Linked DNA regions of Sus scrofa: region 2 is linked to region 1. Evidence: chromatin contacts called from public HiChIP or PLAC-seq data. All regions are on one chromosome and are shown on one strand. Each heading gives the region's core, a stretch centred on a gene start, on an enhancer-like site or on the middle of the called end of the contact. The rest is flanking DNA. Distances are from core to core; before and after follow the strand shown. Region 1 has its middle 41 kb from the start of FAM117B. Region 2 has its middle 49 kb from the start of CTLA4.

Region 1 (5,447 bases), core at 1,453-3,952:
TTGATAGCTCTGATAGCACATGCATATTATTATTTCTATTTTGTAAATTAAAAACTAGGCTCAGAGAGGTTAAAACTTTGCCAAAATCCACAGAACTGCAAAGATGAGATTCTAATTATTTTCTATTTTGCTTTGAACTACAGTTTTCAATTTCTGATTATAGGAAGAGAAATTCAAAAATAAAAATGGAAATGATCCAGCAGCTAAATAAAATAGCCAGAAATATATGCGAAGTAATTTGAGATTACTGAAAAGATAGCAGGTACCAAAACAACTATCTCTCTTGACCTGATACTGCATTTATGCTTCACATTGTCAAATGATTATTTCAATTAGACATTTGTATTTTTAGAAGGCCTTATTAAAATGGAATATGAGTTTGTGAAGGCAACACATTGTTTTTCATTCTAGATCACACAATATATTTGTTGTGTCCTAGAGCAGAATCCACAGGACAACCGTGTTTTAAGAGTGCTGAATCACTCTTATCTAGAATCCAAGAGAATTTTTGTTTGAGGAAAAGCATGGTCTACTCCTATAAACTCTGTTTTCACCTTAAATAATGTTGTAGGGGTAATAGATTTGGGGTACCTTTTCATTTGACTCACATGCCCATTCTTTCAATATAATGTTACACGTACATTATATTGTAGGAACCCATTGGCTAATAATATTCAAGAGGATAAATAAATGTCTTTAGAGAAAATAAAGTGACCTGGAAGGAATATGTAATAATGACCTGCTAAACCTTTCAACAACAACTTACTACAAGTAAAATTACTCTCATTTACACCAATGCCTATCTGATCTGTCTTCCTTCTTCGTTTTGTTTTTGGTGTCTTTTTGTTTGTTTTTGTTTTTTAGGGCTCCACCCACGGCATATGAAGTTCCCAGGCCAGGGGTAGGATCAGAGCAACAGCTCCCAGCCTATACCACAGCCATAGCAACACCAGATCCTAGCTGCGTCTGCGACCTACACCACAGCTCACAGCAACACTGGATCCTTAACCCCTAAGCAAGGCTAGAGATCAAACACGCATCCTCATGGATACTCGTCAGATTCATTTCTGCTGGGATGGGAAGAAATGGGAACTCCCTATCTTCCTGGTTTATATACTTCCCTGCAAAGGACAAGCTTAGCTAGTAACTAATCTCCCTCTTTATTTGCTAGTGTTTCTCAAATTACAAGCCAAATTCTAGATTTGGGCAGCTTTCATTTTATTGATATAATGTATTATTACTCACTTTTTTGAAATTGAATCATTATGCTGTGCTGAGAAATACCAAAGATTCCTTCCTCCAGGAACTTAAGCCATCTTGGAAGGAGAGACGGCCCACCCAGGATGTAACCCAGGTTACATCCAAACGAGATGATATGTGAGTGCCCAAATAAGTGGTAAATGGTATGTTTTGAAGAGCCAAGGAAGACTTAAATGAGGAAGTGATTACTGAGCAGGGTCTTGAAGGGCCAGGTGGGATTTCAGTAGGAAAAATGAAGGCAGAATATATCAAGTTACTAGAAATATAGAAGAATAGGGACTTGAAATACAGCAGAACTTGAAATAAAGCAGAACATGTAGAACCAAACAGATTTTGAAAGCCAGACCCACCCAGCTTCTAGACTAGCTGTAATGGGCAATAGGGAGGCCAAAGTTTCTTGGGAAGGAAAGACCTTGATTAGAAGTAATTTGAAGAAGTTTGGGCTGAACAGATACGCAGGACGGTTTAGAAAGCAGTGATTGGATGGGGGACCTGAGAGCAACCGCAAGCAAAAAACAATTGCAGTTGTGATCAGTAAATTCCTTTTTTAAAGGGGCATCAAAAAAATTTTCTTTTTTTTTTTTTTCCTTTTTAGGGCTGCACCTGCCACATATAGAAGTTCCAGGGCTTGGGGTCAAATCGGAGCTACAGCTACTGGCCTATGCCACGGCCACAGCACTGCTGGATCCAAGCCACGTCTGTGACCTACACCACAGTTCACAGTAACGCCAGATCCTTAACCCAGTGAGCGAGGCCAGGGATCCAACCCACATCCTCATGGATACCAGTCGTATTTATTTCGGCTGCACCACAACGGGAACTCCTCAGAAAACTTTTCTGAACACCTATTCTGTAGCAAGCACTTTAATAGGAGATAAAACATACAGGCCCTCCTCAAGTTGCTCACAGTAGATTTGGAGAAAATTATAGAACAGATTATAAATTTTGTGACATTGAAAACCAGGTGTATTATAGATGCAGATGGCAAGGATACCTAATCCAGTCTCAATGAGTCAGAGGCAATTTCTCCTTTTGAGATAACTTTCCTGACTGTCTTAAAATATAAGTAGGAATTAGGAGGTGAACAATGGACTGCTAAGCAGAAATTGCAGCACCCACAAAGCCCTGGAATCTGGACAAGGTAGAGCTTTTTCTAGGGGGTAGGAGGATGTTATTTGGGAGTAGAGTTTGGAATGCTAAGTGAACGTATGGAGAGAGAAGACCCGGAGGAACCCAGGGGACCCAGACAGGACTCTTATCACAGAAGGGCTAGCATACTAGGCTGGGAGTTTGGAAGTCACGGAAGGATTCAAGCAGGGAGGTCTCAAATTAGATAACTCAGCTGGTAGTGTAAAGAATGAGTTGAGAGGAATGGAGACTGGTATGGCACTGGTGAGAGATAATGAGAGGCTGAACCAAGGTTGAGTCAGTGATAGTAAGAAAGAGGAAGCAGACTGGGAGCAGACTGGGTCAGGGTTAAAGAGGAACCTCAAGGAAATGTGCAGCTAACAGAGGGAACTGCTTTTATAGGTTTTAATATAGAACAGTTTTGATACCGTGTGTTCAAGTTTTGGTTCCAAAAATACATGCAGACACCTTTCACCTACTGTCTGGAGAAATGCTTCAAGAACAGAACCTTCCTAGGTAAGTTACACACAAGTTAAATTTGATCTTTCTGACTGAGTGTGTTCTTAGACCAGCTTGTTGCACATAGTATTGTACTGGGATATTTTGGGGGTTACCCTGACCCTGCCTTTTAAAAATGAGTGTCAAAAGCAGCCTTAAGAAGATATCCTGGGGAGCTCTCTTTTTGCTCAGCAGGTTAAGGAGCTGGTGTTGTCTCTGCAGCAGCTCGAGTTACTGACGTGGCACAGGTTTGATCCCTGGCCCAGGAACTTCTGCTTGCCTCGGGTGCAGCCAAAAACAGACAAACAAACGAAAAGATATCCTAAAGTGGTGAATGGTGGAAAGAGAGTGAGGAGGTTGTACTGATTGTAGATAAATGATCTTCCAAGAAATGCCACCCTTCTCTAGCCTGGTATTTCCCTCTCATCAAGTCCTTAACCAGCTTAACTTCCCAACACTGGAGCTCTTCCCTTCTCCTCTACTTAATTAGAAAGGAAGGTAGAAAAACCCAGAAAATATTTCCTATTCAAGGAAACAACATCCCAAGTGTGTGTTTAATCTTTTTGGTAATTGTAATAGATGGGACGGATAAGAAGTAAGTTTTCCTTTGCTTAGCAAATTTTTCACAGATTGAACCAATCAATTTATTGAAGATACCAGGGAAAATATGACATTTAAGGAAATATAAGAAAACAGCTTTTTTTTTCTTTAGATGTCATACAGAACTTCAGAATAACCTAGGTTTTTTTACGGCAAAAAATTTTTAATTTCTTTTTTTTGTCTTTTCTAGGCCCACTCCCGAGGCATATGGAGGTTCCCAGGCAGGGGTCTAATCGGAGCTGAGGCTGCTGGCCTACACCAGAGCCACAGCAACTCAGGATCCGAGCCGCATCTGCGACCTACACCTCATGGCAACGCCAGATCCTTAACCTACTGAACGAGTCCAGGGATCTAACCTGAAACTTCATGGTTCCTAGTCGGGTTCATTAACCACTGAGCCACAATGGGAACTCACTTTAATTTTTATAAAATTCACTTTCCATGACACCAGTGATGCCTTCTGGAAGTCACATCTTGTCACATTTAGAAAAGTAAAACTATAACTCAGTAAAATTTTGAAGTAAAACCTCTTATATCTATCTCCTTCTCCTACTGCATCTTCTTAGCTGAGTTTTTCAAAACCTTTCTGTGAGCAGTTTCCCTAGGCGTCTAGCCTGTCTAGCCTTTTTTTCGCTTTCTCCCCCCTCCAATCAGTTTTATACTCTGCTGCCAATCATCTTGTCAATACACTTCCTTGGCTTGCGAAGGAAGAGTATTGACCTTCTACTCTCTCTCACCCCAGCCCTGCCGCCCCACATGTGGAAGTTCCTGGGCCAGAGAGTGAACCCTCACACAGCAGCGATCTGAGCTGCTACAATGAAAGTGCCAGATCCTTAAACTCGCTGCAGGGAGCTCCCGTCTTGTCAGTACTCTCATCAGGTTGCCAATGGTTCATGCTCCTCGACCTAGAATTACAAGTTGTCTACCATATGTCAGCTACTTAACCTTTCCAGCCTTGCCTTCCACCACTTGACTCTGTAGTTTGTAGCTACTTGTTACATGTCTCCTTAATAGATTGTCAGCCTTTTGTTTCAGGGAGTCTTATCAATTTTTTTCTGTCTCTGAAGTTCTAATTTTGATTGATATGTTGATACCAAAATAGTCTTTAAAATAAATTGTGGTGCAATTGGTTAGGGATCTGGTGTTGTCACTGCAGTGCCTTGGGTCGCTGCTGTGGCACCGGTTTCATCCTTGGCTGTGGAACTTCCACATGCCGGGGGATGGCCAAAAAAAAAGTTTTTAAAGTATATTCTCAGAATTCCCTTTGTGGCGAAGCAGAAACGAGTCTGACTAGGAACCATGAGATTGCGGGTTTGAGCCCTGGCCTCGCTCAGTGGGTTAAGTATCTGGCATTGCCCTGAACTGTAGTGTAGGTTGAAGACTCTGCTGGGATCTGGCGTTGCCGTGGCTTTGGCGTAGGCCGGCAGCGACAGCTCCGATTAGACCCCTGGCCTGGGAACCTCCATGTCCCGCAGGTGCAGCCCTGAAAAGACAAAAAGACAAAAAGACAAAAAAAAAAAAGTTTATTCTCACCTAATTTCTATTAACCAGGCTTCTTAATTCATCTGACTTCTCTACATACATGAAAGTAATTTAACTGCAGGTCATTAAGTTTTTTTGTGAAATTTGTGGCACATCTTTAGGGTTAAAACTGAACAAAATGATAAGCTTAAAGAATGTGTGGATGGGGTTCCCATCATGGCACAGCAGAAACGAATCCGACTAGTATCCATGAGGATGCAGGTTCAGTCCCTGGCTTTGCTCAGTGGGTGGGGGGATCCAGCGTTGTCAGTGAGCTGTGAGGTAGGTCCCAGCCACGCCACTTGGATCCCATATTGCTGTGGCTGTGGCATAGGCCGGCAGCTGTAGCTCCAGTTCGACCCCCTGGCCTGGGAACTTTCAAATGCCACAGGTGTGGCCCTAAAAAGCAAAAACAACAACAACAACAACAAAAAAACTGT
Region 2 (5,163 bases), core at 1,648-4,147, 1.1 Mb after region 1:
CTCTCCACCCCTCCCACCCCATCCCCATCTCCTTTCAGCCATGGATAAACTCCATTCTCGTTTATTCTACCTTCTGCCACTAAGAATTTGCATATTTCAGGTACCTCATATAACTGATCATATAACATTTATCCTTTTGTGAACTACTTACCTCCCTTAGCATACTTTTTTCAAAGTTCACCCATGTCGTATCATGTGTTAGTACTTTAATCCTTTTTATGAGCTGAATAACATTCCATGGTATGGATATATCACATTTTGTTTATCCTTTCATCTGTCAATAGACATTTGGGTTACATCTTAGTCCATTCAGGCTGCTGTAACTAAATACTACAGATTGCGTAGCTTATGAAGAACAAAAATTTATTTCTGACAGTTCCAGAGGCTGGACGTCTAAGACCAGAGTACTAGCCATGTCTGGTCTTGGTGAAGGTTCTCTTCTGGGTTTCAGAAGGCCAACTTCTGGCTGGGTCTTCATATGGTGGGAGGGGTAAAGGATCTCTCTTAAAAGGGTAGTAATCCCATTTCATGGGGCTTCATCCTCATGACCTGTTCCCCTCCCAAAATGATACCATCATATTGGGCATTAGGATTTCAACAAAGGAATTTTGGGGAGACAAAACCATTCAGACCATAGTGGGTTGTTTGCAGCTTTTCCCTACTGTGAATAATGCTGTTATGAACATTCGTGTATAGACATCTGTTCAAGTCGCTGCTTTCAATCTGCTTTCAATTGCAACCACTATGGGTGGAATTATTGGGTCATGTGGTAATTCTATGTTTAACCTTTTGAGGAGCCACCAAATACACTTTACATTTTGTATTCTATTTGCTCTTCAAAAATTGCCATTGTTGAAACCACACATTGAAATTCTAATGGCAAGGGGACACCTACTTGGCATCTGGGTTATCTTATCCCCCAGCAGAGCACTACTCCCCCAGTGGAGTCCCCAGTCCTTCAGGGGACGCCTGTATAGTACATGTTAAAATGAGCAGGATGGAATTATCACTTTGGAAATGGGACACAAATGTAAGAGGCAAAGTCAACAACATATCCCACCATACCCCACTCTTCTCTTGGTAACGAGACTAATTTTCCTTGGCTCTGCCTTTAGGCAGCCTCACCAAGTTCTTGTGGCAGACTTATTGTGTCTATACTGGATTCCCTTGACCCCTGTGGATTTGTAAAGACCCACCACGAGGTTTCAGGCAGGAGCTGTATCCACTTCTAAACTTGACCTCAAGTTAATTGTTGCAGCTTTATCAAGGAGAGGGAAGATGAACTTAGTTCATTTTGTGCCCCAGTAATAGTTGTAACTGTGCATTGGTCTAGTGGGTAAGAACATGGTCACTGGAGCCCGACGTCTGGTGTTTAGATCCCAGCTCTACCTTCTATTGTGGGATCTTCCTTGAAATTATTTAACTTCTCTGTGCTTCAGCTTCTTCACCTATAAATTGGAGGTTAATAGTAGTGCTTTACTTATTTCGTGTAACTGCGAGGGTCACCTGAGTTAACATGGTTAACACTTTAGAAAGGTGCCTGCACTCTGGAAGGCTCTGTAAGGAGGGGGGGGGGTAGTGTTTGAAGTTCTGATATTATGATTATACCTGGGAAATGTAAATTCTCTAAACTGTGACAATTAACTACAAACTGACAATGGATCACCACTGTAGAGTTGGTAATTAAAAAAAAAAAAAAAAAAAAAAAAAAAAAGAACCAAATTTGGAGGGCACACATGCACAAAGTATGGAGAGACACAGCCAGATGGGTTGAAAAAGGCACTGGACTTTATCTTTGGTCTGATGTCACAAGCCTGGAAAATGTTAACCCTTGGCCTCTTATCTCTAAATTAGAGTAACTCCACTACATTTGTTGCATTATTGTGAAGACTTATTGAGGCAAGATAAAGGTTTATACATGATAATTATGAAACACATATAAACAGTCAGATTAACAATCTAAAGTTGAGTTCCCTTCATGGCTCAATGGTTAAGGAACCCAACTAGTAACCATGAAGATGCGGGTTTGATCCCTGGCCTTGCTCAGTGGGTTGGGGATCCGGCGTTGCAGATGGGGCTCAGATTCCCCTTTGCTGTGGCTGTGGCTGTGGCTGGAAGCTACAACTCAGATTCGACCCCTAGCCTAGGAACTTCCATATGCCTTGGGTGCATCCCTCAAGAGCAAAAAAAAAAAAAAAAAAAAGTAGCCGTTTAAATTCTCGTTGTCAAAATGGATTTGATGTTTGTGACCAGGTCTTGGCAATAAAACCAAGGGAGGTTGTGGAAAACATGAAAGTTCAGAGGCTGAGGAAGAGTTGGGGTTCTCATGCTGTGCACTTGAAACAGATTCGTATCTGTCCACCTGCTAGGATGGACTGCACCAGCCTGAGGAATTTGGGCTAATTTTCATTCAGAATAGAATTTAAAACATCAGATTTCTTGAAGAAAACAGTGAAATCTGAGTCCTCCTCTATGATTATCCAACTGAAGCAGAGAAGCCACACAGCCAGCTCATGGTTGTAGCAAAGACGGGTGATAGGTTGGAGCGATAAATTGGAGCGATAAATTGGAGCGTTCGGACCTCGGGGTTAGGCTAACTAATTCTGTGAGGGCTGGAACTAGGTATTTATTCAGCAGTCTCCGTGCGCCATCTATGGGTCAATATGTTTTATTGCAATACCAGGCGAATAGGCGGTGATCCCTTCAGACACAATGCAGTCGGTTTGATTTTTAAAAACAGGTCACATCTCCCTTTCGCTTGTGAAAGCTTTTCTCACTTTTTTGGTTTGTATGTCTTTCCTTTGGTAGAAGCATTGCGTTTGGTGCCTATCTATAATCCTCTCTTTGGACAAAGGGAGACGTTTTGCCTTGAAATGTAGACGTGCTTGAGGAGGGTGGGTACTGCATGCCTGGATTCCATTTGCTAATGAGTTTCTCACAGCCAGGAAATCCTTCCCTCCACATTAAATGACCAAGACGTCATTTTAAAAATCCGGTGAGACTTGCATTTTCCCACAGTTGGCTGGAAAAGGGGATGGACCAGGAATTGGAACAATTTTTGCTTTCTACTGTCCCCATGTTTTATTCTTCGCACCAGCTGGCATAGGGAAGGCCACTGATTGGGATGCAAGGAAGCCCAAGTGTTATGAAGGACAGGGCAGGCAAGGGAAATTAAGGAGGACTGTTTGGAGGGAATGAGATCGGTTTTGGATTTTAGAAGAAATGAGGGTAGCAGGAGAGGGGGATGGGCTGGTGGAGAAGGCTGCATACCCTCTTTACTACGCCTGCAGATCAAGAGAGCCTTGTATAGAAAGAAGAAACTGGTTTTTCATAAGGATGCCCTATTTCAAGCTTTTCTTCTTTGGATTTCCTTGTCTTTGACACCTACCTCTTTCTATTCTAAGTCCCCTTGCCCTCACCCTTGTTGCGTAGGCTGGCAGCCGCATCTCTGATTCAACCTCTAGCCTGGGAACTTCCATATGCCGTGGGTGTGGCCCTACAAAGAAAAAAAATATTGCAAGCATAGAACTGTGTCTCTATCCCCATTGTGCAGTTAGAGGCCTATGGAGGGGTAAGGAGGGGAAAATAGGAAGAAAATTACATGTTTTGTATTATTAAGTTTCTTTGAATGTTTATTTAAGAGGCCAAGTTAGTGGTGCCCAATCACTGATGCATGGTAGGGCTGAGAGAGAGAATGTGCTGGATGCTCTTTTCGCAGCATAAAAATGGGGCAGGCCCTCTGGTCCTATGGGGAAAGAATGGAAAACACTCTGGGGTGGAACTTCTGTTTTCACTCCTGCCTCTGAGGGGAAAGGAAAAATGGGTGAATGTTAGGGCTGGAACTGAATCCACAAAGCAGGGTCTGAAGGAAGAGTTGGGGCTCAGAGGCTTTGAGGTGCTAAGAGGCCCAGTGGGGTAGACCAGCTGTTTAGGGCAGCCAGCTCAGTAGTCAGTGTTGGAATAGTCCTGTGGGTGTCCTGCCAGGATTATTTGGGGCTCATAGGAGAATTGCTTTGGGTTGCTGGTAGAAAGTCCTTGGTTTTGCAAAGCTAGGACAAAAGTAGGTATTGGTATTTGTATGCAGGTCATTTGACTCTTGATTGGCCACAGAGATATGAGAATGACGAAGAGGTGGGTAGGACACCAGGTCTTGATGGTTGTACCATGATAATAATATATTTCCTAGGTAATGTGGTCAAGGCGTAAGAAAGCTCATGACACCCTTGTAAATTTTAGAAAGCCCCCACAGGCTCAGAGGGAGTTGTTATGCTATAATTACAGAGTTGACTACAGTCTTTGAAACGGGTCTGGCTGACACTACGATCCTTATTTTTATAGGGAATAACCCCAAGTGTTGGATTTAGGAACAAGTATTGAGTTTTTATTGGCTATACAATTGTCTCCCCAAAGGAAACCCTTTCATTGTCAGATAACAGGTAATGTTCTAAAGCCCTCCCTTGCTAATAAATCAAACTCTTTAAGGTTTCTTTGTAAGAGCTACCCCTTAGGAGTTGTGGAGACAGTGGAAAGAGCCCTGACCTGGTAGGAGAGAGTTTGGGTTCCACTCTCAGCCTAGCCACTCTGAAGCTATATCCATGAGCAAGTCACTTCACCCACCTGGAACCCAGCTTCCTCACTGTAAGATGAAGGAGGTTCCTTCATCTGTAACATTCTCTAATTCTATGTTCCAGTGGCTGGAAGTAGTGATGTAGTTCAGCTTGGTTCTAGAGAACAAATAGAGGCTTCCCTCCAATGATGGGCTAAATGTGTCCCCCTAAAATTCATGTGATGAAACCTGAAGCTCCAGTGTGACTGTATGTGGAGGATAAGGACTTTGGAGAATTAATGGTTAAATGAGATCCTGATCCCATAGGACTGTTGCCCTGATAAGAAGAGAGAGACACTAAATCGCTCTCCCTCTCTATACCCAGAAGAAAGGCCTTGTGAGGACAGGGTGGAAGGTGGCCATCTTCAACCCAAGGAGAGAGGTCTCACCAGATACCAATCCTGCTGGCACCTTGATCTTGTGGTTTCCAGAACTTTGAGAAAATAAATTCCTGTTGTTTAAGCCCCCCAGACTATTCTGCTATGGCAGCCCAAGTAGACGAATATATCTTATCCCTTAAGAGCTAGGCTATGATTTATTGGTTTGTGGCCTCTGGG

The links. HiChIP or PLAC-seq counts read pairs in DNA pulled down with a chosen protein or histone mark.
Region 2: an H3K27ac HiChIP or PLAC-seq map of alveolar macrophages shows a contact between it and region 1. The contact joins two enhancer-like sites. A contact is called at or near these places in 9 of 47 Hi-C or Micro-C datasets (embryonic fibroblasts, epiblast stem cells, fetal skeletal muscle and 6 more) and 1 of 2 datasets of contacts at active chromatin or transcription factors (alveolar macrophages).

The regions. Positions count from the first base shown.
Region 1 is chr15:106,139,984-106,145,430 of Sscrofa11.1, forward strand. No RefSeq gene overlaps it. Among named protein-coding and RNA genes, the nearest start is that of FAM117B, 41 kb to the right of the region's middle. Within about 2 kb of position 2,703, at least 5 of the 83 cell types and tissues checked have an H3K27ac peak or open chromatin away from gene starts, as enhancers often do. A contact at or near this core is called in alveolar macrophages, where this site is marked.
Region 2 is chr15:107,231,249-107,236,411 of Sscrofa11.1, forward strand. No RefSeq gene overlaps it. Among named protein-coding and RNA genes, the nearest start is that of CTLA4, 49 kb to the right of the region's middle. Within about 2 kb of position 2,898, at least 22 of the 83 cell types and tissues checked have an H3K27ac peak or open chromatin away from gene starts, as enhancers often do. A contact at or near this core is called in alveolar macrophages, where this site is marked.